2 separate regions of the Mus musculus genome follow, and region 2 is linked to region 1. The links are chromatin contacts, called in public Hi-C maps. All regions are on one chromosome and are shown on one strand. Each heading gives the region's core, a stretch centred on a gene start, on an enhancer-like site or on the middle of the called end of the contact. The rest is flanking DNA. Distances are from core to core; before and after follow the strand shown.

The links. Hi-C and Micro-C count contacts between places; a contact is called where the count stands out from the background.
Region 2: a Hi-C map of the HPC-7 cell line shows a contact between it and region 1, with 2.3 times the contacts expected there. The contact joins two enhancer-like sites. A contact is called at or near these places in 2 of 39 promoter capture datasets (the 3T3-L1 cell line and neural stem cells), 23 of 484 Hi-C or Micro-C datasets (the 3T3-L1 cell line, 3T3-L1-derived adipocytes, the C10 cell line and 11 more), 6 of 115 datasets of contacts at active chromatin or transcription factors (embryonic stem cells and pancreatic cancer cells) and 4 of 9 other capture datasets (adipose tissue, embryonic stem cells, liver and 1 more).

The regions. Positions count from the first base shown.
Region 1 is chr16:13,846,944-13,849,643 of GRCm38.p6, forward strand. Pdxdc1 (pyridoxal-dependent decarboxylase domain containing 1) reads right to left here. Exons shown (of 23, transcript NM_053181.3): 14 at 783-846. Among named protein-coding and RNA genes, the nearest start is that of Ntan1, 29 kb to the left of the region's middle. Within about 2 kb of position 1,433, at least 20 of the 459 cell types and tissues checked have an H3K27ac peak or open chromatin away from gene starts, as enhancers often do. A contact at or near this core is called in the HPC-7 cell line and bone marrow-derived macrophages, where this site is marked.
Region 2 is chr16:14,133,687-14,136,598 of GRCm38.p6, forward strand. All of the region lies in intron 13 of Marf1 (meiosis regulator and mRNA stability 1), which reads right to left. Among named protein-coding and RNA genes, the nearest start is that of Marf1, 24 kb to the right of the region's middle. Within about 2 kb of position 1,540, at least 36 of the 459 cell types and tissues checked have an H3K27ac peak or open chromatin away from gene starts, as enhancers often do. A contact at or near this core is called in the HPC-7 cell line and bone marrow-derived macrophages, where this site is marked.

The DNA of each region.
Region 1 (2,700 bases), core at 183-2,682:
GCCCAGCATTCAGGAGGCACAGGCAGGTTACTCATTGTGAGTTTCAGGCTAATCTAGTTTATAAAGCAAGTTCCAGGCCAGCCTGAACAAGATGGTAGGGTAGGGGAGGAGGGTAGGGGAGGAGAGAGAGTGAGAGGAAGAAGAGGAGACAGAGACAGACAGACAGATGGACTCTTAGATCTATTCTCCTATATCACAATACTTGAGAAGCAGCTTAGGGGCTGAAAGCTAGCAGGGGAATAAGAGGTTTGAAGTCCACACCTTTCCTTCCTCAATGTGACTCCTAAAACCATGCCTAGAAATACAATAGCTTATTTACAGTTTTTAAAAAGTCACTCTCCTTAAAGGAATTTTGAAAGCAAAGCCAATGTTGTAAGTTAGCGACTCTTCTTTCTAAGCACTGCCCTTTAGCTGGCTCAGCCCAGGCTATGTGGTAGGGTTGCAGAGTCTTTGGTTTAGTCACAGGCACTTAGCGTGCTTGTGGAAACTGTTATACTTTTCCATGAGTGAAGACTTTATCAATAAAAAAATAAAAACATATAGAACTTAATTTTATATGATATTAAATTTAAAGCCATGAACACACACACACACACACACACACATCTTACACACAGTTTGGTTTTTTGAGACAGGGTTTCTCTGTGTAGCCCTGGCTATACTGGAATTCACTCTGTAGATCAGGCTAGTATCCCAGCTCACAGCCTGCCTCTGTCTCCCTAGTGCTAGGATTAAAGGCCTATACCTCCACACCTGGCATAAAAAAATTTTTAATCACCTACCTGAGGCTGGTAATTCCTGGAAAAACCTGAACACCACTACTGGAGAACTGAGCTCATCTTCCACCTGCAAAAAGAGAACTGTGCTGTTACAACACTGAAGATAGGGCTAAACATCAGCGGGATAAGACAGTATCTTTGGAAAGAAAATAGGCAGAAATGCTGCTTATACACAAACATTAAAAGGCTCAAAGGGTGTAACTGGCCTGAGGTGACCAATGAAAATGATGGTCCCTCCCTCTCTTGACCCAACAGACTCTATGAAGTCATGCATAAACGAGCAACTTAAAAAAAAAAAGTGTATGAGTTAACCAAGTTATGCTTGGTACCCACAGAGGCCCGAAAAGGATACTGGATATCCTGGAAATGGAGTTTCAGAATAGTGTGAGCCATTATATAGGTGCTGAGAACCAAACCTGGGTCTTTTGCAAGAAAAGCAACTGTTCCTAACTGCAGAGTCATTTCTTCAGCCTAAATCAAGAACTTTTTATACTCAGGAATTTAAAAGAAAATCTTTCATTATCTTTTATAACAGAACAATATGAGCAATGCTCATACTGGCAGCTTAAAAACTACCAGGGTATTGTCAGACGAGTGGCTCAATGTCTCTCCTAATAGATGACAATGATAACACTGCAGAGTAGACTGCATTACTCTGGCATCATGTACTTCCCTCTCCACAGTCAGCCAACCACCAGGCTTTACCACACAACCAAGCAACAATCTGAGGCAGGCTTTTTTGTTGGGATCAGCTCTGGGGATGCTTTCTTTCAGTATTTAACAGTTGTAATCTATCACTGAAGCTTTGAATCCTTTTGTAATTAAATTATGCTGTGGCTGATAAACTTATCAGTAAAACCACAACAAGGAAGTTTCTATGCACACACAGGAAGCAGCTGGCCCATCGATTTTTCTAACTTTTTTTAGGTTATTGTTTTGAGAGAGAAGGTTTTACTGTGTAGCTGGCCTGGAACTCAGTATGTAAACCAGGCTGGTCTTGAACTTAAGAGTAATCGCCCTGCTTCTGTCTCCCAAGTGCTGAGATTAAAGGTGTGTACTACCAGGCCTGGCTCTACTAATACTCTAAGGAGATAAGTGGATGACATTCTGATTAGGCAAGGGTTACATTTACATTTGCTAATTATTTGTGGAGCTGGGTACTTATAATGCTTTCATATCTCTCATCTCTAACTTTCTTTTTTAAAAAGATTTATTTTATGTATATGAGTACACTGTAGCTGTACAGATGGTTGTGAGCCTTCATGTGGTGTTGGGAATTGGATTTTAGGACCTCTGCTTACTTCTGTCAACTTCACTCGTTCAGTCCCTGCTTGCTCTGGCCCAAAGATTTTATTTATTATCTTACATAAGTACCCTGTAGCTGACTTCAGACCAGAAGAGGGTGACAGATCTCATTACAGGTGGTTGTGAGCCACCACATGGCTGCTGGGATTTGAACTTAGGACCTTCGGAAGAGCAGTCAGTGCTTTTACTCGCTGAGCCATCTTGCCAGCCCCTCTAACTTTCATATAAACAAAATTATTAGTGCCTTTACGGGAATAAGGATTTATTGTTTAAGCAGAACGGGTAAGTTCCACAAGCATGGAGGAACTAAAAAGTCACATAACAGAAGGGCCTGGACATGTCTTCAGTCTCTAAAAGAACACAGGGGCCATCCCAGACTAATCCCCAGCAAAACTTTCAATTACCATAGATGAGGAAAACAAGATATTCCATAACAAAGTCAAATCCAGCCCTACAGAAGGTACGAGAAGGAAAACACCAACACAAGGAGGTTAACTGCAAGTCACAAAGCAGGAAATAATCTCACACCAGCAAAGCCAAAAGAGAAGTGTACAATGCAAAACGAAGCAAACAAACCAAGAGGAGTAGACAGTAAGACATAACCAACTTAGGGCTG
Region 2 (2,912 bases), core at 290-2,789, 290 kb after region 1:
GGACCTTGCTTTATTCCTTAGCCTTCCATCCAGCTTTCCCTTCCACCTCTTCTGGTTCTATCTGCTTCCCTGCCCATCATAAATAATGCCTCTAAACCAAATAGCAGCTATTGCTTTCAGAGCCAACATCACTCACACAGAGCCTCCAAAATAGCACTCCAACTCTCTCTACATTGAGATTCCAAGGATGCGCTACAACTTTTATGTCCAAAACCAAGACCCAACACAACCTTCTACTCAACAAACTGCTTCCTGTTAAACATGTCCCATATGTTTAGCTCTGCCATCTTGTTTCCTACCCAACACCAGTCCTTTAAAAAAAAAAAAAAGACTGTCTTTAAAAATTATTCTTTGATGTATGTACATGTTTTGCCTACATATATGTCTGTGCACCATGTATGTATGGTGCTCTTGAAGGTCAGAAAAGGGCCAGATCCACTGCAGATAGTTATAAGTAGATGTGAGCTGCCATGTGCTGGGAATTGAATCTGGGTCTACTACAAGAGCAGTCAGTTTTCCTCCTAACTGTTGAATCATCTCTCTAGTCCAGTGGTTCTCAACCTTCCTAATACTGTGACCCTTTAATACAGTTCCTCATGTTGTGGTGACTCCTACCCATAAAATTATTTTTGTTGCTACTTCATAACTGTAATTTTGCTACTGTTATGAATAGCAATGTAGCTACCTGATATGCAGGATACCTGGTATGTTATCCCTGTGAAAGGGTCATTCAACCCCAAAGGGGTCACTATATACAGGTTTGAGAACCTCTACTCTAGCCCACCCACCATCTATCCATCCATCTATTTACTTTTTCAGACAGCCATCTCATGTCTGGAATGCACAGATGAGTATGTCTCGAACTCCTCTGGCCTCCACTCCCAAATGCCAGCCACCAGGTCTCAAAGAGGCTTAAAATTTCTATGTCATAGTTCTTTGTACTCCAATTACATCAGCACACAATTGACTGGCATAGAACATTGCCTCTTTTCTCCCTCTTCCTGAGAACAGTTCTTACCACCACACCTCTCTTCCCCTTGTTCCTCTAATCCACAAATCGGCTCATCACTCAGAATAACTGCATACTCCCCTTGCTGTTGTTGGCTGGACCTCTGAAGCAGCACTCTCTCTTGCCTATACCTCCTTTTCATTGACATTTCTCTTTGACTCACAGAAGATTTTGTGAGATCTCTTTCCTTTAAAAAAAAAACCTCTTTGGATACAGAACAAATGCAAATCCACATTTTCTGCAGTGCCTCATTCAGCCTTTCATTCCACTAATGCCTGCTATGTATCTACTTTACATTGGACAATTAGGAAGATTCTAATTCCTGTCTAAAGTATAGAGCAAGCTCACAAACACCACTGAAAGAATAATAAACTAGTATGTAAGACAGACAGACAGACAAGAAGACTTAGCTTTAGAAGCTATGATGGTTTGAATGAAAACAGTCCCCATAAGCTCTTACCAAGTGGTACTGTTAGGAAGTATGGCCCTGTGAGAGGAAGTATGTCACGAGGGGTAGGCTTTGAGGTTTCAGATGCTTGTGTGACAATAATAGACTAAACCAGCTCCAACGAAATGTTTTCCTTTTTAAGAGCTGCCACAGTCATAGTGTCTCTTCACAGCAATAGAAACCCTAACTAAGACAGAAGTTGCTAAGTGGAATAAAGGGCATAAAGGGCAAGGCCCTCACCCAGCTAACCTTCCACTTTATGAAAAGGAATTAAAGAGATGTAAAAAGGGAGTTAAGGAAAAGCTTCTGGCCAGGCAGGCAGTGCACACTTTTAATTCCAGCACTCAGAAGGCAGAGGCCGGTTGATCTTTGAATTTGAGATTAACCTGGTCTACAGAGTGAGTTCCAGGACAGCTAAGCTTAGGCAGAGAGAGAAACCATTGAAAACAGAAAGCTGTTGAAGATGTAATTAAATAAGCGACCATGTTCCAGCTCCAGGAAGCAGTAAAATTTGGCAGCTTTGGCCACATGGTTCTGGCTTAGACTCAAGAATAGGAGAAAGTTATTGAAATTAGTTTTACCAAGCATATGTCAGGAGTGTACTTGCACAATGGCATAAAATTGCCACTGTGTGACTGTGAAGATGACACCTGGAATGCCGTGGAGACCCCAAAATATTGGAGATACCAAAGCCATGTGATACTTTCCGAGTAAACCAGATAACACGGAATGGAACCAGCCCAAGAGAAAGAAGTGTGCTGCTGCAGTCAAGAAAGCTGAAAGGAGTCAGAGATCTGAAGAGCATTCTGACATCAGACATGCAGAGTTTGGAGTTTGCCCAGCTGGTTTTCAGTCTTGCTTTGGTGCAGTATTTCCTCATTATATTCTATTCCTCCCTTTTGGAATGGTAAGGTATTGTCTATGCCACTGTATGTTAGAAGTATGTGATCTGAGTCGGGCAGTGGTGGCGTACGCCTTTAATCACAGAAGGAGGCAGAGGGAGGTGGATTTTGAGTTTGAGGACAGCCTGGTCTACAGAGTGAGTTCCAGGACAGTCAGGGCTATACAGAGAAATCCTGCATCAAAAAACAAACAAACAAACAAACAAAAAAGAAGTATGTGATCTGCCTTTTTAATTTGATTTTCCAGATTACAGTTAAAGAGACTGCCATGGGTATCAGAGACTTTGAATGCTGGAGTGTTGAGACTGTGATAGACTTTGGGGACTTTTGAACTTGGTGTAAATGCAATTTGCATTACGAAATGGCTATTAAGTCTATGGGGGCCAGGGAGTAGAATGTAGTGGTTTGAATGAAAATGACCCCTATATATGTCCTTGTTGGAACAAAATTGGCTTTGTCAGAAAGACGTATGTTAACTAAGGGTAGATTTTCAGAGTCTCAAGCCAGGCCCAGTGTCTATCTTCCTGCTGCCCAGGGATTCAGAAGTAGAACT